Linked DNA regions of Sus scrofa: region 1 is linked to region 2. A link is a contact called in public Hi-C data. All regions are on one chromosome and are shown on one strand. Each heading gives the region's core, a stretch centred on a gene start, on an enhancer-like site or on the middle of the called end of the contact. The rest is flanking DNA. Distances are from core to core; before and after follow the strand shown. Region 1 holds the start of DCTN3 (dynactin subunit 3). Region 2 holds the start of CCL19 (C-C motif chemokine ligand 19).

The links. Hi-C and Micro-C count contacts between places; a contact is called where the count stands out from the background.
Region 1: a contact with region 2 is called in a Hi-C map of liver, with 2.3 times the contacts expected there. The contact joins the promoter of DCTN3 here to the promoter of CCL19 in region 2. A contact is called at or near these places in 3 of 5 promoter capture datasets (fetal liver, fetal skeletal muscle and liver), 17 of 47 Hi-C or Micro-C datasets (adipose tissue, alveolar macrophages, blood and 11 more) and 2 of 2 datasets of contacts at active chromatin or transcription factors (alveolar macrophages and skeletal muscle).

Annotation. Positions count from the first base shown.
Region 1 is chr10:32,176,842-32,181,844 of Sscrofa11.1, forward strand. It overlaps DCTN3 (dynactin subunit 3), which reads left to right and starts at 3,716. Exons shown (of 6, transcript XR_002336315.1): 1 at 3,716-3,902. ARID3C (AT-rich interactive domain-containing protein 3C) reads left to right here. Exons shown (of 12, transcript XM_021064675.1): 4 at 472-655; 5 at 876-1,171; 6 at 1,704-1,886; 7 at 2,662-3,902. The coding sequence ends at 2,762.
Region 2 is chr10:32,106,947-32,112,529 of Sscrofa11.1, forward strand. CCL19 (C-C motif chemokine ligand 19) reads left to right here and starts at 3,420. Exons shown (of 4, transcript NM_001170516.1): 1 at 3,420-3,480; 2 at 4,515-4,641; 3 at 5,388-5,481; 4 at 5,563-5,583. The coding sequence starts at 3,420. The coding sequence ends at 5,583.

The DNA.
Region 1 (5,003 bases), core at 2,466-4,965, 70 kb after region 2:
AATAGTGGGGGGAAATGAAATGATGAATAATAATCAGAATCTGTAAACAAAGTTTTATTGCAACAGAGCTGCGCGCGATCCTTTAAATATCGTCTACAGCTGCTTTCAGGCTTCAGTGGCAGAGTGGAGTAGTTCTAACAGAGACCGTTTGGCCTGCAAAGCCTAAAACCTATATCATGTATCTGGCCCTTTACAGAAGTTTGCCAACCACTGGTCAAGCCGCGCGCCCGCGCCGCACCCTGCCCCCCGCCCCGCCCCCGGTCCTTCCATCCAGGTTGGAGGCTCTGTGGGCTCTGCCTGTATTCCCACCTTCCCATCTCTCCCTCTTCCTTTCCTTTCTCGAAGGTCCTGCCCGGTACCCAGGCCTCGTCCAGGCAGGTCCAGGCAGCGGACTCCTTCAGTCCCTGAGGGTGCCGCAGATAATGTCTTAGTCTTGGTGTCCTGAGTCTCTATCCACCCCGCCCCCACCAGGAACGCCGGTGAACCGTGTGCCCATCATGGCGAAGCAGGTGCTGGACCTGTACGCGCTGTTTCGCTTGGTGACGGCCAAAGGCGGTCTGGTGGAAGTCATCAACCGCAAGGTGTGGCGGGAGGTCACGCGCGGCCTCAGCCTGCCCACCACCATCACGTCGGCTGCCTTTACTCTACGCACCCAGTGAGGCCATGAGCGCGCGCTAGCGGTGGAAGGGGGGGAAGAGGGGGAAGAGGGGAAGGGGAAGGGGAAAGGGGGAGGGAAGGGGGAAGGGGGAGGGAAAGGGGAAGGGAAGGGGGGGCCAGGGCGCGGGACGTGGAGGGTCGGGGGGTTGGCGTCCGAGTATGGGCCTTGATCAGCTGAGCCCAGCCTCCCACTCCACCCCGCCCCACTCCGCTCCTAGGTACATGAAGTACCTGTACCCCTACGAATGCGAGACGCAGGCTCTTAGCTCCCCCGGGGAGCTCCAGGCCGCCATCGACAGCAACCGGCGCGAGGGGCGTCGTCAGGCTTACAACGCGACCCCGCTCTTCGGCTTGGCTGGACCGCCCCCTCGGGGCACTCCGGGCCCCGCCTTGGGCCCCGGCCCCGCCCCACCCTCGGCCACGCCCACGCCCGCCCCTCGCTCTGCTCAGGGCTCCGCCTCCGGCCTACCGGCGCACGCCTGCGCACAGCTGAGCCCCAGCCCAGTTAAGAAAGGTGTGTGGGGGATAGAGGCTGTGCTTTGAGGGTCTGAGACCTAGGCGGGAACATTAAAGTGTGGGAACTCGGGGGTCTGGGAGGCATAGAAATATGGGGACAGTAAGGACTGATGGGGACATTGAGGTTTGGTGCACGTTAAGGTTTAGGGGCCCTGATATTTGGAGGTCAGTGAAGCCTTGGGAGTTCTGGGATATGGGTTACTGCGGTGTGGAGCTGAGGCTCAGGAAAAGATCCTTTATCCTCAGCAGCTTCATTCCACACCAGGGCTTCTATCTGCATGTGGTTTATGCCTCCTGTTTTTCCTGGTTATCAACCAAGCATAAGGCAATCCCCCAAATTGTCTTGGACCAACCTACTCAGATATATTGGCCTTTTGGGGTTTCCAGCTTCAGAGCCTCTATGCTGAGATGGGAGATTGAACTTGGTGCCTGGGCTTCAGTGACCTCCTTTGGTCTCAGGCCTGTAGGGAGAACCAAATGCAGAGACAGAGCTGGTTGGGCCAGGGGCGCTAAATGACCTGTTCTTCCAGAGGAAAGCGGAATTCCAACCCCTCGACTGGCACTGCCTGTGGGCCTGGCCTTTGGACCTGCACGGGAAAAGGTGGCACCAGAGGAGCCCCCAGAGAAGAGGGCTGTGCTGATGGGGCCCATGGACCCACCTCGACATGGGGCACCCCCCAGTTTCCTGTCCCGTGGCAAGATTCCCCTCAGGGGTGAGGAGAGGCTTGTTGCTGAGAGGGCTTAGGGCCGGTGCAATAAGGGAGGACGGACCCGTCACTTGATAGGCATTGGAGGTGGGGCAGATAGATCCCTCAGTAGACAACTGTGTGATGACAGGTGTGGGACTGAAGTGGAATGGGGGCTGTCTATAGGGATGGAGGGGGGAGGTTGTAAATCTGAAGTCTGATTCCTCAAAATGTGACTCCTCTGCCCCCTCTTGGACAGAAGAGCGGTTGGATGGGCCTCTCAATCTGGCAGGCAGTGGTATCAGCAGTATCAACATGGCCCTAGAGATCAACGGGGTGGTCTACACTGGTATGGGTACTGCAGGCTGTCTATACTGGCATGAGGTCAGGGGTATTTACACTGGCATGGGGATTTTAGACTTTCTCTACTAGCATGAGGTTCAAGGATATCCAGATTGCATGGGTAACATGGGGTTCAGGGTATTGCTACACTGGCATGGGTTAAAGGGGGTATCTACATGGCATGGGTTCCAAGGCATGACTTCTCTGGCATGGGTATCATGAGACATCTTGTTATGGGCCTGTGTATCAGTGTAGATATTTCTTGTTTACTTGTTCAAGGCCATTTATATTGTACAAGTCTTTAGCTTACCCAAGGGGCTTGTGCTCATTGGTTGTGGCAGGACTGTGTGTGTGGTCTTCTAGCAATCAGGACGCTGACTTTTGCTTCTCTCTTCTGTTCCTTTGCCTCATCTTTTCCTGCTTGTGTTTGCCCTCTACCCTCTCCTCACCCCTTTGCCAGGCGTCCTGTTTGCCCGTCGCCAGACCGTGCCAGCTTCCCAAGGCCCAACCAACCCTGCACCCCCACCCCCGACGGGGCCCCCTTCCAGCACCTCACCCTGAGAGCTTCCATTTGAAATTAAGAGTCTCAGCCCCCTTGCTGAGGGGGCAGGAGACACCCCGCAACCTATTCTTCCAGGGTGCCCAAACTACTACCCAACCCTGGGAGATGACCCCTTCCCCCCATGCCATGTGGACTTGAAGCCAAAGAGATTTCTTTAGATGCTACATCTACCTCATTGCAAAGAGAGGGCCCCTCCTCCCTGGCCAACTCCAGCACCATCTACCAAAGAGTTCTGCCCCCAGTAACCCCCATCATCTCATGTGCTCTCTTGTGTCAATGTCATGTCTAGGACCCCACCTCTTTGAGTCAGACCTGCTTCTCTTTAGGAGCGGGGTGAAGGGCTGGGTTGGGGTGTTGTGAAGGCGATGTCCCTCAGGTCACATCTGGATAATAAAGGTGCAGTCCTTCCTCTCCAGTGCCTCCTTTCTTTCTTATTTGGGTCTGTGAGTTGGGGAGGAATTATGTGGTATACACAGGCTGCGTTGGGCTAGGGGTTCTCAGAGGAAGCCCTCAGGAAATAGAACAGCAAAGGTCCAGGAGTAGGAGAACTCTGTCTCATGAATCAGACTGCCTGAGTTCAAATCTCCATTCTGCCACTACAATGTTGAGTGTCCTTGGGCACGACACTTAATCGCTTGAACCATAGAAGACTCCAAAAGATTACGATACTCATGGGGTGTCTAACTGATCTATGGAAATGGGCAATCAGAATAATGGGTATATTTATGTGAACCTTGGGGGAATGGAATGGGGAAACCTCTTTGGTACCCTGGAATTAGGAGAAGAAAGGCAAAGGTTGTTTCGACTAGTAGAGGCTGGAAGTTAGGGGAGGACCTGATAGAAATACCCGTCGCCTAGGTTACCAGGGAGCTTCGACACCTTTCTTCGTCCCTTTCTGCCACTTCCGGAACCGAAGGGCTGAATCGTAGCGTCACTTCCTGTAAGGAGAGGGCCCCAGTCCACTCGGATTGGCCCGCCTTCTCTATTAGGACGGACGTCCCGCCCTCTGGCAGTTCCCCGGCTGAGGCGGGGCGGCTGGAGCTATGGCTGGTGTGACCGATGTGCAGCGGCTACAGGCCCGTTTGGAGGAGCTGGAGCGCTGGGTGTACGGGCCCGGCGGGTCGCGCGGCTCGCGGAAGGTGAGCGATCTGGGGTCCAGTGGTTCCTCTCTGGGGCAAAGCAAGAGCGGTCTACTGGCTTGGTCTTCGGGATGGATGCTGCTGCTCCAGTCCCGCTGCCCGCAACCCGGCCTTTGAGATAACAAAAGTACGAGACCTCCTGGAGCATATCGGACCCTCGGAGTCCACTCCCATGGAGGACACTGGGCGTGAGATGGGCTCATCCTGAAGACTCTGGCGTTGCTCTCGTGGGATAGCTGGCGAGACCTGACACACTGGAGAAGCTGACTAGTGAGAATTTCAGTAAGAGCTGAAGCCCACAGTGGAAAGGTCACTGTGAAGCCGTGGGTAGTTAATTGCTAAATGTCTTGTGCAAAGAAAGGTCCAAGGAACCCCAAAAGAGGCAGACGAGAGGTGGATAAGACTCCAGGGGTTTAGAGGTGAGGTCTGAGAGGGCCCGGATTAGGAGGGGAAGGGATTGAATACTGGGTGTTCGGATAGGGCCTGACTGTCCTTCACACCAGTGACTGAATTTTGACACCTGTACAGCCCAGGTTCCCTTCTGTTCCACTTTTCGCTGTGGAAAGACCTTTCACTGAAGGTGCAGTGTCAGGCATACCCTGGAGTTAAGTACCTCAGAGGTAATGATGTCTGTCTGTACACTTCTTGTGAAATTAGTTGTGACTAGCAGATTGTACCCCACTTGAGAACTGACTTCCCAGAACATTCTTTCCCTTTGACATCTGTGACACATCTTCCTGATTTTCCTCCTGCCTCGCGAGCTGCACTGCTCAGTCTTTTTCTTTCTTTCTTTCTTCTTTTCTTTCTTTTTTTCTTTTTTTAGGGCTGCACCCTTGACATATGGAAGTTCCCAGACTAGGGGTCGAATTGGAGCTGCAGGTGCCAGCCTATGCCACAGCCACAGCAACACCAGATCTGAGCCACCGCAGCTTGCGGCAATGCCAGATCCTTTACCCACTGAGGGAGGCGAAGGATGGAACCCACATCCTCATTGGTCCTCAGTTTTATTACCACTGAGCTATGATGGGAACTCCCTGCTCAGTCTTATTTGCCTCTCTTTTCTTATATTTGACCCTTGCGTGTTGGCATTCTTTACCCTCC
Region 2 (5,583 bases), core at 2,170-4,669:
GTTAACCACTGAGCCATGATGGGAACTCCGAATTTGCATTTCTGACAAGTTTCCAGGTGATGCGGATGCTGCTGGTCCAGGCACCACACTTTGAGAACCACTGACTAGAAGTAAGATTTACAGAATTCACCTGTGAAAGACACAAGCCATCCTACCACACCCACCCACCCACCCACACACACACCCAACCAAGGGGCTTCAGATCCAGGGAACTGATTTAAGTCAAGGAATTGGATAAAAGACTATAAATATCCAAAACAATTTGGATCAAATTTCTTCCCACCAGGCCTAGAAAATTTCCACTTACATGGGTCAAGAAGCACATGGGTAAATTGTCCATTTATTTCATTCCTAAGAATATTGTGATCAATTAGCCACCACGGATCCTTATGGGCAAAGCTCATGATTACCACTTGTCCCTGCAGCCTGTACAGTAATTTCATTTAGCCTATTGCCATACGGTGAGCATCTGGACTCTACTACTCAAGGATGCCATTATTCTCCTTGAAATAAAATGCCCAGTCCCAAGAAAGCATGTCCCATCCTCATTCTTGCCTACTAAAGAAACCACTACAGTGCTTTCCAAAGAGGCTAGTTAGTGTGCCCATCACCAGTGTTTTTCTTTCTTCTTCCTTTTTTTTTTTTTTTTTTGCTTTTTTAGGGCCACACCAAAAGCATATGGAAGTTCCCAGACTAGGGGTGGAATTGGAGCTACAGTTGCCGGCCTACACCACAGCCATAGCCATGCCAGATCCAAGCTGCACCTGTGACCTACACCACAGCTCATGGCAACGCCAGATCCTTAACCCACTGAGCAAGGTCAGGGATCGAATCCTCCTCATCTTCATGGATACTAGTCGGGTTCTTCACACACTGAGCCACAATGGGAACTCCTGAGAATCTACATTTCTAACAAGCCTCCAGATGCTGCTTCTGCTGCTGCTGTCTAAAGATCACTCTATGAGAACAACTGCCAGACTGCAAATTTTTCCCTATCGGAACTATAGCAAGATGAAGGATTTGGAGAATTAATACCCCAACCTCTTTCTCCTGCCACTGATCTCCGGCTGCTGCCTCTCACGGGCCAAACTCAAACTGAAGCTAAAGGATAAGGGATACTGAGTGATATTGTCTGTAGACCTTTACAGATCAGGATCGAAAAGAACGGAGAAATGGGGTGGGGTGGGAGACACAGAGAATAATCAGAACCACCAGAAACAGAAGGATCAAGGGAAAGATACATAGATGAATTGACAGGTATCTGAGTAAAAGACTAGAATAATAATGGTTAATATTGAGTGTTTATTATGTGCCAGCCTCTGAACTAAGGGCTTTGCTTAGATTACCTCATTTAATCCTAAGAAGCAGACCTATTACCATACCTGTTTTATAGCTAAGGACACGAAGACACAGAACCTGGATCATTTGCACATGGTCACACAGCTAAGCAAGTAAAACAATCTGAACCCCAACCTAGCCACACTTCTTGTAGAGTCTCCCTCCCCTGTGCTCTTTTTTTGTTTGTTTTGTTTTGTTTTTTTTAAAGGCCACACCTGCAGCCTATGGAAGTTGCCAGGCTAAGTGTCGAATCAGAGCCGTAGCTCCCAACCTATGCCACAGCCACAGAGACATCAGATCTGAGCCACATCTGTGACCTACCCCACAGCTCACAGTAACGCCAGATCCTTAACACACTGAGCAAGGCCAGGGATCAAACCTGCATCCTCATGGATCCTAGTCAGGTTCATTACCTCTGAGCCACACCAGGACTCCCTTCCCTGTGCTCTTCTACAGTCAAGGGCAGACAGGCAGTGTGGGATGGCAGTAGAGTGTAAACCTTAAAGACACCTGCATTCAAGACATTGACTCGAGGAGGTCCCTTCCTGGTGCAGCAGAAATGAATCTGACTAGGATCCATGAGGATGCAGGTTTGATCCCTGGCCTCACTCAGTGGGTTAAGGATCCAGCATTGCCATTAGCTGTGGTATAGGTCACAGTCGCAGCTCGGATCCCGAGTTGCTGTGGCTGTGGTGTAGGCTGGCAGCTGCAGCTCCAATTAGACCCCTAGCCTGAGAATCTCCATATGCTGCAGGTGAGTCTCTAAAAAGAAAAAAAGAAAAATTTACTCGCTTTAGGACCTTGTGCTCTGAGCCTCTTTCCTTACCGGTCAACAGAGATACTAATGGGATGATAATCATAACAATGACTTTCTCGTCTTGTTGGGAAAGTGAAGCAAAGTAAGAGTGGTAAAGTCCTAGGTACAGAGCTTAGCACATAGTTAACAATCAGAAATACTATTACTGCTCCTATTGTTAATGGATAGAAAGAAAAATAAGTCAGAAACTTATGAGGGAAACACTCTCCACTCTAAAGAGGGTCCTGAGCTTGAGCGGGGATGGGTGACCAGGCATCCCACATATCAATTTCTCTTCTGAAATTAAAGACCAGTCTATCTCTGGTCTTTCTCGTAAGGAAGGGAAATCACTTGCCCCCTCCCTCATCTGTTGATTCCTTGAAATTAAGGGATTTGGGTGAATATGAGCTGGCCAGCCCCTCTCCTTAGAAATCCCCTCTTGGTTCCCAGGATGGAGAGGAAGGGAAAGATGAGGGGGGCTATGCCAGACCAGGCTCCCTCCAGCTGTTCTGTTGACCTAGGTGTTGGGCATGTGAAATTGGTAACTGGAGAAAGGAGCTGAGTCAGGAGGTTGAATTCCTGAGGCCTGAGATGTGGGATGGGGGGGTTGGGCCTCCTTCCAAGGAACATTCCCTTTCAACTCTGCCTGTCCCAAGGGAGGGGAGGGACTAGTTACCCAGTGATGGATGGCAGCCACTGTGATGACCTGGGGGGCGCTCATCCCTGACTCTGTGGTGGCCCTGAGGGGCCAGGGAGCCTTCACCACCACCAGCAGTGGAAGGAAGCATGGAGAAGAGAATGAGGATGAGGGATAAACCTAGGGAAGAGCGAGTACCTCCCCACTCTGGTCCCTCCATCCTAGGCATCACCTCTGGAGGCCAGCCCTATGGCTGATGACGCAAATGCCACCAGCGAGGTGCTAGCACAGATTCTCTCTCTCTGGAGCTGACAGCACAAGGTCCCCTTCTCTTGGCCAGATTCTTAGAGCTGAAGCCAAGGAAAGCAGAAGAGAGGGATGGGGGGTGGGGGCAGGGTCAGGCTCCAGCAGAAAGAGGGGGGCAGCGGGGAATCCACAGAATGGACTTGGAGGGGAATTTCAGAGCAGAGAAAGTGAAAGTTCCGGACCATAAATAGGAGGCACTGCCGGCTCCATCCAGCTTCCACACTCGCATTCCCAGGCTCCCTCGCACCCCAGGCTTCCCAGCCAAGTCTCAGCTTCACACGGACTCCTGCCTGCCCTGGATCCACTCGTGTCCACACGCTTGCTGAGAGTCTGTTCACCCTGATGGCATCCTATGCAGCCACACTACTGGCCCTCAGCCTGCTAAGCCTCTGGACTTCTCCTGGTAAGGCTAAGGGGAGGCTGAGGGTGGAGGGGAAGTAGCGGGATGTTTGGGTCTCAGACTGCTTGGCACTGGACGTGAGGGACACTGAGTTAGGGCTGCATGTTGCCATGAACCTGGGGGTTCCCCATGCCCTGTATGTGCCAGGGGGTGTGGGTGTCCCTGGGCCTCCCTGGTGGATCCAGGGTCTACCACCACCCCTCTCTCTGCAGCTCTATCTCCTGCTGCCTCGGTTCTCCAGGCAGAAAGAGAGAACAGTATTTATTTGCTTAAGGTGGGGAGAATAGGAGCTGCTACGGCATGGCTAATAGTCAAAATATTTCAGAGTTCCCATGTGGCCCAGTAGATTAAGGATCTGGCATTGTCACTGCAGTGGCTTGGGTCACTGCTGTGGCATGAGTTCAATCCCTGGCCCAGGAACTTGCACATGCCATGGGCATAGCCAAAAACAAAAGAAAACAAAACCCCCCAAATATTTAACCATTTCTAAGTTCTACTAATACCAGCCTCCTGCCACCCCACCCCACATCCATCCCCCTACCAAAGTCACAGCATGAACTCTCCATTTACGGGGAAGTTGGAAGGACTTGGAATAGAGGTTGGGACGATCAGGGCAGAAGGAAGGCAGTTTATGGGGCTCGTGGCAGTGGTTGTTTGCCAAATAGCTTAGAAGTACTGCCATTTATTTAGGAGCCAGGAGGGGCCATACTGGTACATACTGGTTGAAAATCATTCAGGTATATCTGCCTCCATACACACACAGGTGTCCTTAAGCCCTGCGAGGGTTGTGGCCTCCCCTTCTCAAAGTCTTTGTGTCCTGACACCACTTCTTTTCTTTTTCTTTTTCCTTTTTTCCCTTTTTTTTTTTTTTTTTTTTTTTTGGCCTCACCTGCAGCATGTGAAAGTTCCCAGGCCAAGAACTGAACTGGCACCACAGCTATAACCAGAGCCATAGCAGTGACGACACCAGGTCCCTAACCCACTGAGCCACCAGGGAACACCCTGACACTATCTTCTTTCCCCTAACCCCACCCTAGCTCTGGGAGATGCCAACGATGCTGAAGACTGCTGCCTGTCTGTGACTCAGCACCCCATCCCTGGGAATCTGGTTCGAGCCTTTCGCTACCTGCTCATTCGAGATGGCTGCAGGCTGCCTGCCGTGGTGTGAGTTGTGGGAAAAGCCTGTCTTCTCTCATCTGCCCATCAGCCGCTGATGCCACCCACGCCCCACCTTCTTATCTCTCTTTTCCTAGTCAAGCCCAAACCCTGCAACGAAGCCCCTGACACAGGTTCCCAGGTGTGGTCCCCCACCTCTGTCCCTTACATCAGGACCTGCCAGGAAGTTGAGTGTCAGGGCTCTATTTTCTCTGACCTCTGACTTCTATTATACAGAGTTGTTTTCTTTCTTTTTTTTTTTTTTTTTTTTTTTTTTGGTGGGGGGCACCCTGCATATGGAGTTCTCAGGCCAGGGATTAGATCTGAGCTGCAGCTGAGGCAATGCTGGATCCCTAACCCACTGTGCCAAGCCAGGGATTGAACCCATGTCCCAGTGTTCCCGAGATGCTGCTACCCTATTGCGCCACAGCAGGAACTCTGCTGACCTCAGACTTTTTTTTTTTCTTTTTTTTTTTTTTTTTGCTTATTAGGGCCGCACCCATGGCATATGGAAGTTCCCAGGCTCTGGGTGGAATGGAGCTACAGCTGTTGGCCTACACCACAGCCACAGAAACAGCAAGGCAGGATCCAAGCCATGTCTGTGACCTACACCACAGCACATGGCACCGCTGGATCCTTAACCCACTGAGCAAGGCCAGGGGTTGAACCAGGGGTTGCGACTCCATGGTTCCTAGTTGGATTCATTTCCACGGCACCACGATGAGAACTCCCTGACCTCTGGCTTCTGACTCCAGGTTCACCACGCTGAAAGGTCGCGAGCTCTGTGCACCCCCTGGCCAGCCCTGGGTGGAGCGCATCATCAAGAGACTGAAGAGGAAATCTGCTAAGGCAAGCCCGGCCCTCCTCACCCCCAGCTCCTCCCTCTGAGCCCCTGTGCTTGTATGACCTTGATCTCCCTTCCTCCCCCAGAGCAAGCACCACCGCAACTAG